Regions from separate parts of the Mus musculus genome. Here region 2 is linked to region 1. Evidence: chromatin contacts called from public promoter capture Hi-C data. All regions are on one chromosome and are shown on one strand. The core of a region is the stretch at or near the end of the contact, and the rest is flanking DNA. Distances in the headings are between cores, read along the strand shown.

Region 1 (6,348 bases), core at 1,552-4,051:
TGTTTAAAGAGAGGCTGGGTTCTGAAAAAAGATGTGTGAGGCTTGTACTGGTGTTTGTTAACTAAGATTCCTCCTCCAAGTGTGAGTGCATTCACCCTCCTAAATATCTGCATCCAAGGAAATGACAGGAGATATTGTCCTCAGTTATTGTGCTTTGGAAAGACGGGTCTGGAACTGAAGATTGTTGCTCTGTGCCAATGTGTAATTTGCCTGTCTTAGTCCATTTGAGCTGTTGTAACGAAATACTTAAAGTGGCTTATAAATAACAGAAAATTATCCTTCAAGGTCCTGGAGGCTGAGTCCAAGGTCGAATGGCTGCCAGATTTGGTTTCTATGAGGGCTGATTCCTGGTTACCAGAGGCTGTCATGCTGCTGCATTCTTAGAGCATATGAGAGAAGAGGACATCTGGCTTCTCATTCTCTCTCTCTCTCTCTCTCTCTCTCTCTCTCTCTCTCTCTCTCTCTGAAAAGCACCAATCCCATCCTGAGGCTCCTTGGTCATGATCATGCACACACACCCTTAAAGGCACCACTTCCTCATCCCATCTCCTTGGGGGTGAAGGTTTCAGCCCATGAGTTAGTCTCCTTATAGTGGGTCTGCTCTTCTCTCTGAGCTTCCATGTCCCTGCCAGTTGTGGGAGGGACTATTGCTAACAATCCCCGAAGCTACCAGGGCCAACTGCTGCCATGCACCCCATCCCTAGGAGGTTACTGACCTCTTATCAGCCCCTGGCCATTCTGTGTAGTAAAGAAGCAAGCATGAGCATATTTTCTGACGACAAGACAAGCATCGATTGAGCCATTCCCGTTTCTAACCTCCCTCTCCCTTTGCCCATCTTTCTTTTTCTGTTTTGAGCTGTGACAACTTTTACTTTTTACCTCTGATGTTTCAAAAAAGTCACCTTGAATCGGGAATTCCACTCGGGAATTCCACTCAGCACAGTCTTTCTTCCTGGGAACAGCACACCATGGCTAGCTCTAGGAAAGGATACGGCGACCCCTTGCTCAGTCAGGTTCAGGCTACACATGGCTGAATTCCGAGCCCCATTAGCCAATATTAATAATGAAAGAGGAATGACGGTAGAAGGCACAAATGAATCATGTCAACCTGCTCTCTTCCCGGAGAATCACTGAGGATTTAGCAGAGAGCAGGAGTTTCACTCTCACAGCTACAGAATATTTTTTACATAATGCATGCTAAACTTCACACTGACAGTCTCAGGAACTTTTCCGGTTGCCTTTTATTTCTACAATGATTAAATAATTTACTAGCTTACTTTTTTTTTTTTTAATCACCAAGACTAGTTTCTGCTCTAGGCAAAGCCAGGATAGAAACAGGTTCCATACAGTGCCCTAATAAACTTGCTTCAGACTCCAGGGCTGCGTGGATTGCATACTTTCCTTTCTGTCCTCTCCACACTTGCTCCTCCAATTCTTCTTAAACTGGGGTTAATGGACAATAGAAGTTTACGATGCTCCCCAAAGATGTTTTCAAACAAACAAAGGACAAAGACTTTCAAAGGTAGCTGATGCTGTGATCCAGGGACACTCACCAGGAATTCTACTCTTTGGTGAATCTGCCTTGTCCTGTAAAGATCTTTTAGAGAGGAGTGAGGGGTCATACATCAAAGCTGGTGTCCTCACTGAATGTGAGGAAATGCTCCTGTGTGCCCTCCTTCTTTAAAGCTCACCGTTTACCTGGGCTTGGGCTTGGTTATCTAGAACAGGAACCCTGGCCCAGGGAAAGGGAAAGGATTTGGGGCAAAGCCCAGATATCCTAAGTAGGTGATTTGGTCAGACCCAGCCCCATTGCCACACGGTCACATTTACTGCCTCTTCTTTCTTGTTAATAATTGGTGGTCAAGTACACAATCATTCTTGGCTGGGGGCTATCAATGTCCTCATCTTACAGGTAGGTAAACGTGACAGTCATGCCTGATTCTCAGGTCCTCCAGCACAGCCCTATTTCACCAGCACACTGCATCATAGAAGAGTTGCCCTGAGTGCATCGGGGGTCTACATGGTATCTTGTTAGGTCTGATGAAAAATGGATGTGACCTTCCTAAGGAAAGACAAAACGAGGGAAGAAGAGCCTTTGGAAGGTAAGGGCACTGGCCGGTGCTGAAGGCATGGCTAAACAAAGAAGATTTGAGAAAAGCTAAGGTCTATTTGGAAGTCGAAGCCTTGACAAAGAAAGGGACGTTGAAGGGAGAGGCTAGAGGAAAAAAGGGCAAATAAACAGCGTGGGAGATAGCTGAGGTCACACCTTTGGAGGAGACAGGACAGCAAAAAGAGGGAACAGAATGTGACAGGACGCATTGAGCAAAAATGCCAGGGAGAGCGATGGAACTGGGAAAGGCCTCTGGGATTTAAGTCTGTCACAGCGAAGACCACGAAAGAGTTAACATTTCTCGGCCGGCCGTTAAGCACAAAACCACGGTGTTTCATTTGACTTTGCCAGCTAGGTGGCTGTTTCTGCCTTCTCTCCCTCCCTCCCTCCTCTCTCAGCATCCCACAATGGGCAGAGGTAGAGTGTGAAGAGCATAGGTCCCTTCCAGTGCCAATACCTTCCTCTTCGGCCGTCTCTCCAGCTCTTTAAATGTACCCATGGTTCACAGAACCCCGGACAACTCTAAGGTTGCTTGCACACCCGCTTTCAGAGTTAAACTGCGAACTGCGCACGAACCAGCTCTGCCCCAGCCCTAGAAAGAATCTGTGCCTCAGTCCCCCAAGGCGGGTCCGCCCCTCCGCTTCATGCAGTTGGTAGCGAGTCGCGCGTGGTGACGTCAGTAGTACGCGCCCCAGCGAAGCTCTCCACCCGGCGTGCTTTCCGAGCCGGCTTCTTCCTTAACCGCGCTTCAGGTTCCTCATAACCGCTGGGCGTCAGGCCAGAGGCAGCGTTCGACAAACTTGAGACAATGTCGATGCTAGCAGAGCGTGAGTGTCTGCCGAGCTGGACGACCGGGTGATGGGATGACGGGGGCGCGGGTGTTCAGGCCCGAGTGGGGACAGCAGTGACTGCCGGGCCCGCGAGGGACAGAGAACAGCAACGTCCCGCAGACTCAGTTCCTGGTACTAAAGGCTCGGGTCGTGCGCGCACGCGTGCATTCCGACATTCAGGACACCGAGTCTCAGACTGTTGTTCCTGGAGATTCTTTCACTTTTCCAGGCTCGAACCAAGTGTCCTGGGGTTTCACAAAGATAGGTCCCATAGCATCGCTTCAGGCCCTGAATTCCAACTGTCCAAAATGTATTGGACCCAGAGGAAAAAAGCAGAAGGATTACAAGTGTCAGGCAGTGATAAGTTCTTGACCGGAGTGCAGGCTGATGAATGGTTTTAATCGAGACTGAGAGATAGTAGCTGTGGTTAGCCTCTGAAGTCCACTAATTCCCTCCCCAGAAGCTACTTTGTTCCTGAATGAGACTACGTGTAGCTATGGATTCTTGCCACCAGTTGGCAGTCGTGTGATGCTCACAAAGAACTGGCTTTTAACTTTTCCTGGAAGTTGTGTAGCTATCAAAGAACATAAACATATTATTTTCTTTTTTAAAAGATGCCATCGTGTCTATCGGGCAGTGGTGGCGAACTCCTTTAACCCCAGCCCTCGGGAGGCAGAGGCAGGCGAATTTCTGAGTTCGAGGCCAGTCTGGTCTACAGAGTGAGTTCCAGGATAGCCAGGGCTACACAGAGAAACCCTGTCTCGAAAAAACAAAACAAACAAACAAAAAAAGTCACTGTGGCGTTTTAGAACAAAGCATGTTTTAGTGGAGCACACTGCTTTTCCTGAAGGCAGCTCAATAGGTTATAGACTGGAAACTGCTCTTTCTAGGTAGATCCCTCTTCCTGGCAGTTCACCTGGTCTCTACTTCCATGAAAATGAACTAGTCTCTGCCTCACCCAGGCTTTAAAGATTTTAGTGAGGTAACTGGATGAATCTAGTTTGGAATGTCAGTGGTATACAGGATGAACAAGTGACCTGACAGCCAGTTCTTTATGCAGCAGGGCAGTGCATCTTGGGTCAGTATGTGACAGGGATGCCTTTCTTAGGGGAGAGGCGGGCTCCTTACAAACCTTGGTCAGCAACCCTTGGCAGGCATTCTCCACACATGGGTCTGACACACACATGCAGAGCACTGGTTAATATGGCTGTCTTTGCTGTGCTCATGAGCAAGACAGTGTTGTGCTGAGTATATTATATACCAGGTTGTTGAGCTGGTATCTATGGAACAAGTTTTTGGATCAGCTTTCCCTCCCCAGGTATAGCACTGCAAATTTGAATCCACAACTCAGTTTGCTTTGTGGTGCCCTCCCCCACCCCCGGCCTGCATGCTTATAGTGTTTCTTGGTTTTGCTGGGGTGTTTATAGATAAGGATCCCTACTGATTTTACGTGCAACACAGTGAGCTCTTTTGAGTAGATGTTGTGATCTTTTTCAGTTTTGAGGCCATTGATGTTAGTGTGCTTCAATGAATGCCATGGGTTAGCAGTAATGACATTCAATCTCCGGATTTCTTACTTGGCCTCACCTTTAGGTTCAGATTCATGTTCTATTGACCTAGTGGGTCATAGTTTTTCCTCAAATTTGTAATAGTGAAGCCAGATGTGATGGCTCATGCCTGTGATCCCTGCCAAGTGGTGGAGGATGGTTACCAGTTCAAGGCCACCCTAGGCTACAGAGCCCGACTGTCTCAGATAGCAGACAATAAAGCTACAGTGATAAGCTTGAGTTCTTAGGGACCAGTTATTTATATTCATTTCGGAGAAAGCTTTACCTGAAACCCAGGGCCGTTCCCCTTATTTCAGCTATTCATTCCTTTTTCCTTTCTTCCTTTACTTCTCTCCTACCAGACTCCTTTATGTATCCATGCATCCTTATCAGGTGCCACTATGGACAGAGTGTTTTTTATCTTCCTTGTAATGAGGTGTAAGGATGAAGGATTGATTATGACACTTAAGGGAGGGAAGATGGGTATAAACAGCACAGTGCAAGTGGTATGTGAAGTGCCACAGATGGTTCTGGAGGCTAAGTGAATCCATGATGGTGTTGAATAAGCAGAGATGTATCATCTGTTAACCATGATGTTCAATTGATTCTTTCTAAGGCCATAATGACTTGTGTATTGTGAATTTAGAATGTAAGTTGATCTGGGCATGGTGGTGCACACTCATAATGCCAGGACTTGGGAGATAGAGACAGTAGGATCAGAATTTGAAGGTACCTTAGCTATATAGCAATTTTTTAAATTAAAAACATTTTAAAAAAGATTTTTATTTTATGTGCATTGGTGTTTTGCCTGTATGAGGTGTCAGATTCTCTGGAACTGGATTATAGCCAGTTTTGAGCTGCTATATGGGTGCTGGGAATTGAACCCTGGTCCTCTGAAATAACGGCCAGCGCTCTTAACTGCTAAGCCATCGCTCCAGCCTGCTAAAATTTAAGGTTAACTTGGGTGCTACATGAGTCTCCATCTTACCAGTACCTTAAATAGTAAGTGTTGAAATGTGTATAAAAGATTTGGGGCCTTACTTGGGGACAGTAGGCAGATTTTGTTCTCTTAGACTCAGCTTTTTCTTTTCTTTTCTTTTCAACTTTTTATTGATTCTTTGTGAGTTTCACATCATGCACCCCAGTCCCACTCATCTCCTTGTCCCCTCCTTCGCCATACAACCTCTCCCCCCCCAAAAAATAAAACACATACAAACAATACAAGCCACACATAGACAACCTATCATCACTGAAGCTGTAGTGTGTCACAGTGTATTCCCAGTATGTCCTGCTGTCCACACATCTTCACTTGCAAATGTTTATTGCAGTGAGTCAGTGGTCTGGTTCCAGACCTCTGGCTTCTGTGACACCATCAATATTAGATCCTCATTGGGACTCCTGGTTATCCTGCTGTTGTCCTGTGTCATGGAGATCCTGCAGCTCCAACTCAAATCCAGGCCAGGGTAGTGGCTGAGCTGGTCAGCCCCCTGACTTTCACGTATCCACAGCACCAGAGCAGGCGAGCTCTCCAGCACTGCTCCAGCTAGCCCATCCAGTGCCACTATCCCCAGGAGGCAGAGTCAGCTCTTCTGCTCTCAAGCTCTAGGCCTGGCTCACTCACACCCACACTCCCAGAGTGTGCTGCCCAGTCAAGGTGTGGGGACTCTTTCTCCTAAGTGCTGCAGCCTATGAGGGGCTGGGACAGCTCTCCCACCCTCAGGGCTGACTCACCCATGCCTTTGCGATCAGGGACAGCTCCACCATGTCTAGGCGATGCAGGGCCTGTTCTCAGACTTGGGTTTTCATGTCAAAAAGGTAAGAATATTTCCCTTCATTGAGATACTGTGGAAGCTGAGTTTAA
Region 2 (6,348 bases), core at 1,571-4,070, 39 kb after region 1:
AGCTTTCTACAGTAATGTGAGATGCCCAGCAGTAAGAGGTAGAAGTCATGGTGCTGCCAATAGAATGAGAGAATGGAGAAGCCCATCCTCATGCTTGAGTGAGTGTGGACACCTCCTCACAGGGCCTGCTTCCTCCAGCAGACAAGCATTGATGCAGGCAATCTAGAAAGAACAAAGGGTCTAGAGGGCTTTCCAACAGAAGCAGGGCCTGTGTGTGCATCTGAGAGTAGGCTGCAGTGGCCAGGTCTGCCCACCCAAGGTGTGGAGAACTAGGGAAGGGCATGAAAGGCAGTTGTGCATCTGCCCAGCCGAATTTTCTAGGTATCCAAGTTAGTTACCCTCAATTTAGAAGCTCAACCTGCAAGAGAAGATATTAGCCAGTGTCTGTACTCCCTTTGTCATTCCAAGTGAAGGACAGGTGCTCTATCAGAGTGGATTGTCTAGTTTCTCCTCCAGACAGCATTTGCAGAGTCCTCTGTGGTAGTGACTGAGGAAAGGGTGGGTGTCTATGAGAGCCATGGGCCTCCAGAGGCTAGATTCTTTTGGTCAGCCTAGAAGTCTTACACAGGTCCTAGGCAGAGATGTCAGCAGCAGAGCTGACAGGGAAGATCCTTTACCTGGGCAGTTACCAGCGAGAGGTGGCTCCCACCCTTCCCTTGTTTTAGAAACTACACTTGAGTTGTGTGGGGCTAGCAGGTCCTGAGCAGAAATAACTCGCCAATTTTTTAAAAAAGAAGAGTTGTTTCCAGCATCAGCCTCAAGCCTGGATCCCAACTGTAACTTGACTGACACCAGTCACCTGTATTCTTGGGTCTAGTTTGCCAACTGGCACAGCAGGCATGATTTGAATTGTAGGTGTGTTGAAATATCAATCTCAGGCTGCATAATGTCTGGCTAGAGCTGGGAGCACCTGGTATCCCTGCCTGGTCATCTGTAACTACCTCCAGAACCTGCTGGATACCATCCAGAAGGCTGTATGTATACACTTTGCATACACTGTGAGAAGGACTAGAATCCACTATAGGATTTAGGACCTGGCGAGAAAGGTTGTTACAATTGATTTTGTCTATAGGGGTGGGTGTTGCAAGGTGAGTTTAGACTCTAAGAGGAGGATGGTGCTTTAGAGAAACTGAAGACATATGAAGTAATTGGGGGACCCTGGGGAGATATGAGTGATAGCAGCTGGTAGCTTTGATTGCATAACAGGTATGGGCTTCTCTGGGAGGGGGAAACCTCAGCTAGCTAACATACTGCAGAGCATTTGGGGTACCTTGTCTTACTTGAGAATGTTTTTCTGTCCTGAGCCATGCTGAAAGACATCACTTAACCTCTGTTGCCCCCTGAAGACATGGGTTGAATGGGGAAAACCATGAAAGAGGTGTAGGAACCTTCTGAAAGTGTAATACCAGCAGTATCTGTGTGAGGGGCAAAGGAGTGGCCACCTTTAACCAGCCCAGACTCCTACACCTAACGGCAGATGCCATTGGAGTGAGGGCTGGCTCTTAGGCTTGTAGGGTTTTATGTGTTGCTCTCTTTGTCTCACTCTGTGTATGTGTGCAGGCATGTGTGTTTGTGTATGAATGCCACATGCATGCAGTTATCCATGGAGTCCTGAAGAGGGTGTCAGATTGGAGTTACTGGCAGTTCTAAACCACCCAACTGGGTGCTGGGAACTTCAGGTGCTCTGGAAAAACAGCCAGCACTCATAACTTCTGAGCCAATTCTCCAGCCCTACTTACAGTGTTTTTCTTTCTTTCATGTGTGGGAGTGTGTGCATATGTATGACAGTGCTCAAGCACCATGCCACAAGCATGGAAGTCAGATGACAACCTGCAGGAGTTCTTTCCTACTAGAGATGAGCTCAGGTTGTCAGGTTTCTAATTACTTGCTGGGCTTTCTCTATGTGTTTTAATATCAAGTATTCTGGTATTATTAAAACAGTAAATGTCCACTCTAGAAAAGTCACAAGCTGTACGAGTTCATGAGAAAGAAGAAAAAACTTTTTTCATGATGCCCATAGCCAAAAACAATGGTAAGAAGGTTGGTGCAAAACCAGGCATGTGTAAGTAGTAATAACGGATACCTGTCTGTCCAAAAGTAGAGTCAGTACTGACAAACTGTTGAACATCTGTCTCTGGGCCCTTGAAGTCTGGGCTCCATGCTCTTTTGACTCTGCCCCAGGCATGTTCCTCCCTTGCCCACTGCAGGTTGGGTAGCTTAGGCAAAGTTAGGAGATGAGGAGGTTCTAGAAGCCTCTGTCCATCCTGGTGCCTGTCATTACCACACACAAAGACCACTGCTGTGTGAGGCTACTACCTAGCTGGGTAGTGCCATCGTTTCAGCATGTACATGGAGCAAAATGTCCTGTTCACCCTAAGTGTTTACTGTATTTACCCCTCAATGGATCTGGATGGAAAGGCTCACATGGTGTAGCAGGAGAGCATACCTACCCCAGTGTCAGCTTTCTTCTCTGTATTCAGGTCCTTGCAGTTCCTCTCTCAGATGGGGAGGTGATGCCTGCCTGAAGGATACCTGGTTACCCCTGGAAAGTAACTCCAGGGAGCTGGAAGGGGCTGAGTGGCTACTGGGCCTGTCCCATGTCCAAAAGCTGCTCAGAGTGGCTCTGCTTTTCTACCCCATCTCTGCCTTCATCCTGTGGTGCTTCTCCCCCAACCCTGCTTTTCCCACTCTCCTGGTTCCCTGGCATTACATAATATTCCTGTTAGGATCAGTTCCTGTTTTGCTGGGGAGAGGAATTGTGACTCTTTCAGGGAAAACCCCTGGGCTGGCTTCAGTTGAAGCTACAGTGGCCAGCGCATGATCTCATAACGGAAATGTCGTCCTCCACCGGCCTTGCTGTTCCTGTCTGAGTCAGCGCACAGATGGGGCCACTTGTGCCGGTGGCTCCAGAGGCCTTCTTTCTTCTGTGTATGTACTAGTCTGTACTCCTCAGAGGGTGGGTTGTGGGTCCACTACACTGTGGCAGCTCCAATAGCCAGGGACAACTTTCCTGTGGGCACCATGGTGCTGTCTTCCCCTGTGCTGGTACGGCTACATCTGCCCTCTGTAAAGTGTAAGTCTCAATGTGCACATTCCCCAGCTTAGCCGGTCTCCTGCCTGCTAGTCTCATAATCTTCCTCATCCTTTCCTTGTTGATGTCTATTAAGATACAGACACTTGGGGGCAAGAAGGGGTGGGGCGGAGATGGCTCAGTGGTCAAAGCCCTTGCACAGGCAAGCACAAAGACTGACGTTTTCATTCACAGAAGCCATGTAAAGACAGGTGGGCACAATCTGCCTGTAGTTCAGCTGGAGTAAGGTGGTTAACGAGGGTGGTTTCATACTCTTCTCTTCTCTTTGGAGTTGATTGTGGAAGGTTGTTAGGTTCTTTGTCTTCAGGAATTCCCCACATTCTGGATTTTGTTGCGTCCATCTTCATAGTGCTCTTTAATACCATCACTGTTTGAAGAAATCCTGTGCTGAACTCCATGACACAAGTTAACAACCCTACCATATACATTTATCGTTAATTTCCTTCATGTGGCCCTTTGCCATCTATTAACTGAAAAAGTAATCAGAGCTGGTGATAGTAAATAACTGATAGGATTTCTTCTGAAGTAATAGTGTCAGATAATATAAACAGGGCCAGTGAGATGGCTCTGTGGGTAAAGGCACTTGCTGCCAAGCCTTATGACCTGATAGGACCCACATGATAGAAGAAGAAAACTAGTTCCCTTTTTCCGACCTCCACACGCACACCCATACACACACACACCCATACACACACACAAATAGTAATAAATATTTTAGATTCTTTTTTCTTTTTTAACTAAAAGCATTTAGGTAATGATTGGTAAGTGTTGAGTTAAAATATGTGTTGTCACCAATATACATATGTGTTGTTTCACCACATATCACCACAAACACTTATAAAATAACTGTTGCCATGAGAGATAACTCTTTACCATAGTCTTAAAAATGATCAGGCAGTAGAAAGGACTTACTGGGTCCTGGTGCTGAGCTACCAGGGGTAGAATCTGGACACTGAGTCAGTGAGGGTGTCATTAGTAAGGAATTGAGATGGACAGTTGCAGATGGCTCTTGGTTGGCCTCAGAATGAGTACAGGTGGTTTAAAAAAAAAGCATAATGGAGATGAAGAGTGGAGGCATAATTGGGCGGGGAGGAGAAGAGACTGCTGTGGAGACAAGTCCTTAGCTGGTTCCACACAAAGCTCTTCAGAACACCCCAGATAGCTAAATGTACCTGTCCCGTGTGGCCCTGCAGCAGTTATTCACTTCATCTGGAATCTGTCCCCAGGAATAGCAGCTGCCCTCTACCAGGGGTCTGATCGCAAACAGCTCTGGCAGCTGGACAGTGTGAAACCTGGTGAGTAAACGGCCAGTGAAGCAGGCTGGTGACCCCAGGCAGCAGGCAAGCCGAGGGACTTGGGGGACCACCCTGCTCACACTTCCCTGGCCCCTCTGGCCTAGACTGTTGCCAACCTTTACCACACAGGAGCTGTGTTAACCAAGAAGGCTGAGTGGTTTGGTGTGTGATAGAAGCAGAAGTCAAAAACCAGCCATGTGAGAGGAGTGTGGTCCCACATTGCAGATAGGGTTGTGACATTCAGCTGTCAGGTCAAATTGCCCCAAGAAGTCTACCCAAGCTGTAAGGTTCTCTTTCCCTAGCACACACTAATAAACTACTCACCCTACCTCAGCAAGTGATAGTCACTTCAGAAAGATCATCAAAACTCAGCTTCCTAGGTTACCTTTAATGATTAGGGAATCATTAGTCATTGACAGGGGTGCAAACATATGTTTACAGATAATTCTACAGGATTACAAGGCTTTTTGGATCAATGAAAATATATATGAGGGAGAGAGACAGACAGACAGACAGACCGTGAGCCAGACCACATATATATGAGGTAGACATCTTCAGAATAAAAGTTACTACTTCATCTTACTAGTCACAGAGAATCCATTAATGTAATAATGGTATATACAGCCTTGAACTTGTGGTAGCCAATCCTGACATAATGAGTTTGGTTTGATTTTCTTGGTGACAAACCTAAATACTGAAGAAGAGAAAACCATTCTCAGTTCATTGCTTCAGAGACAGCTGGACACACACACTACACACACACACACACACACACACACACACACCCTGCCCATGCTGGGCTGCACATACAACAGGTACTCCAGATGGTCATTCAACAGTGTTGGTCACTGTCGTGGAAAGCCTTTGTATTCAAGCTTTTCTTTTAACCTGAGTTTGGGGTTTAAGAACCTTTGCTCTAGAGGAAAAAACAGCTTCAACCCCAGCTTATTGTTTAAACTGTCCCAGTGGGATTGCTATTCTAAGACCAGGTTGTAATTAGTACAGCAAATGTTTGTACATAAGCAAGTGCCATTAAGTTGCTCACAGCTACCTTAAAAGCTTTCTTTTAAGTGATGTAAATAAATGTTTCCCTCTGCCTTAGGAGTTCTTCATGATTCAAACTATAATTAAGTCATTAGCTGATTTATCACCTGGATACTGTTAGGTGGAGTCTAAACATCTTAAATAGGTTTGGATTCTAAAGTAAGGAATTTCAATGCGAAACTTGCTTGATAATTTCCCTCCACAGAATAGTTTAGGAGCAGGTTAAATTTAGCTTAAACTAATGAGACCTCCTTGAGTGTGACTCTGTGCTTCTTGGTTTCCAGGCTTTAAGCTGTGATCTTGCACAGCTTCGTTGGAACCAATTTATAACAATGAAAAAAACTTGGTCTTTAACCTAAAACCTCTTGTCCCAAATGTTAAGTTTTAGGTTGGAGGAAGCACATAACTTGCTTCCTCTGAAAGATTTAAGTCCTGTTTTATTAGGAGCCAAAGGGCTGGTGGGTCTTCCGTCCGTGACGCTTCTGCTTCTTCCTTTCTGGGCAGACCGAATGTCTGGGGAGTTCACCCTGAGTCAGTCTCTTGGAGCAATAGCAGGGCTAAGGTGGCTTGGACTGCTTTGAGCTGCCACTTTTTGACAGGTTCATCTTTGCCCCAGCAGAACATTTTTCCTGTACAAAGTAGCAGCAGTGGCGTCCAGCTGTGGTCACCTGCCCTGAGTTGTCCAGACCTTCTGACAGCATCATGAAGTTGAGCGTGGGTTTCACACGCCGGGCTTTGAAGCAGTATATGAACCTGAACTCCAAACCACTGTCTGGGTATTCTTGACAGGATCTTAGTCTATAGTCTGGAGGTTCTCCTGCCATAGCCCTCCAAGCCAGGGCAAGGATTATGGACTTGAGCTCCCCCCGCTGCCCCCGTGGCTTTCTAACAACTACATGAGCTTCAGTCACACTGAGT

What was found. Promoter capture Hi-C pulls out the DNA fragments that hold promoters and counts their contacts.
Region 2: a contact with region 1 is called in a promoter capture Hi-C map of macrophages, with 6 read pairs. The contact joins the enhancer-like site here to the promoter of Pinx1 in region 1. A contact is called at or near these places in 2 of 39 promoter capture datasets (hippocampal neurons and macrophages), 2 of 15 datasets of contacts at CTCF or cohesin (CD8 T cells and embryonic stem cells), 10 of 484 Hi-C or Micro-C datasets (cortical neurons, embryonic fibroblasts, embryonic stem cells and 5 more), 6 of 115 datasets of contacts at active chromatin or transcription factors (CD8 T cells, embryonic fibroblasts, embryonic stem cells and 2 more) and 3 of 9 other capture datasets (adipose tissue, liver and pancreatic islet).

Annotation. Positions count from the first base shown.
Region 1 is chr14:63,857,511-63,863,858 of GRCm38.p6, forward strand. Pinx1 (PIN2/TERF1 interacting, telomerase inhibitor 1) reads left to right here and starts at 2,802. Exons shown (of 7, transcript NM_028228.3): 1 at 2,802-2,937. The coding sequence starts at 2,919.
Region 2 is chr14:63,896,896-63,903,243 of GRCm38.p6, forward strand. The region is part of intron 6 of Pinx1 (PIN2/TERF1 interacting, telomerase inhibitor 1); the gene reads left to right. Among named protein-coding and RNA genes, the nearest start is that of Pinx1, 40 kb to the left of the region's middle. Within about 2 kb of position 2,821, at least 37 of the 459 cell types and tissues checked have an H3K27ac peak or open chromatin away from gene starts, as enhancers often do. A contact at or near this core is called in adipose tissue and macrophages, where this site is marked.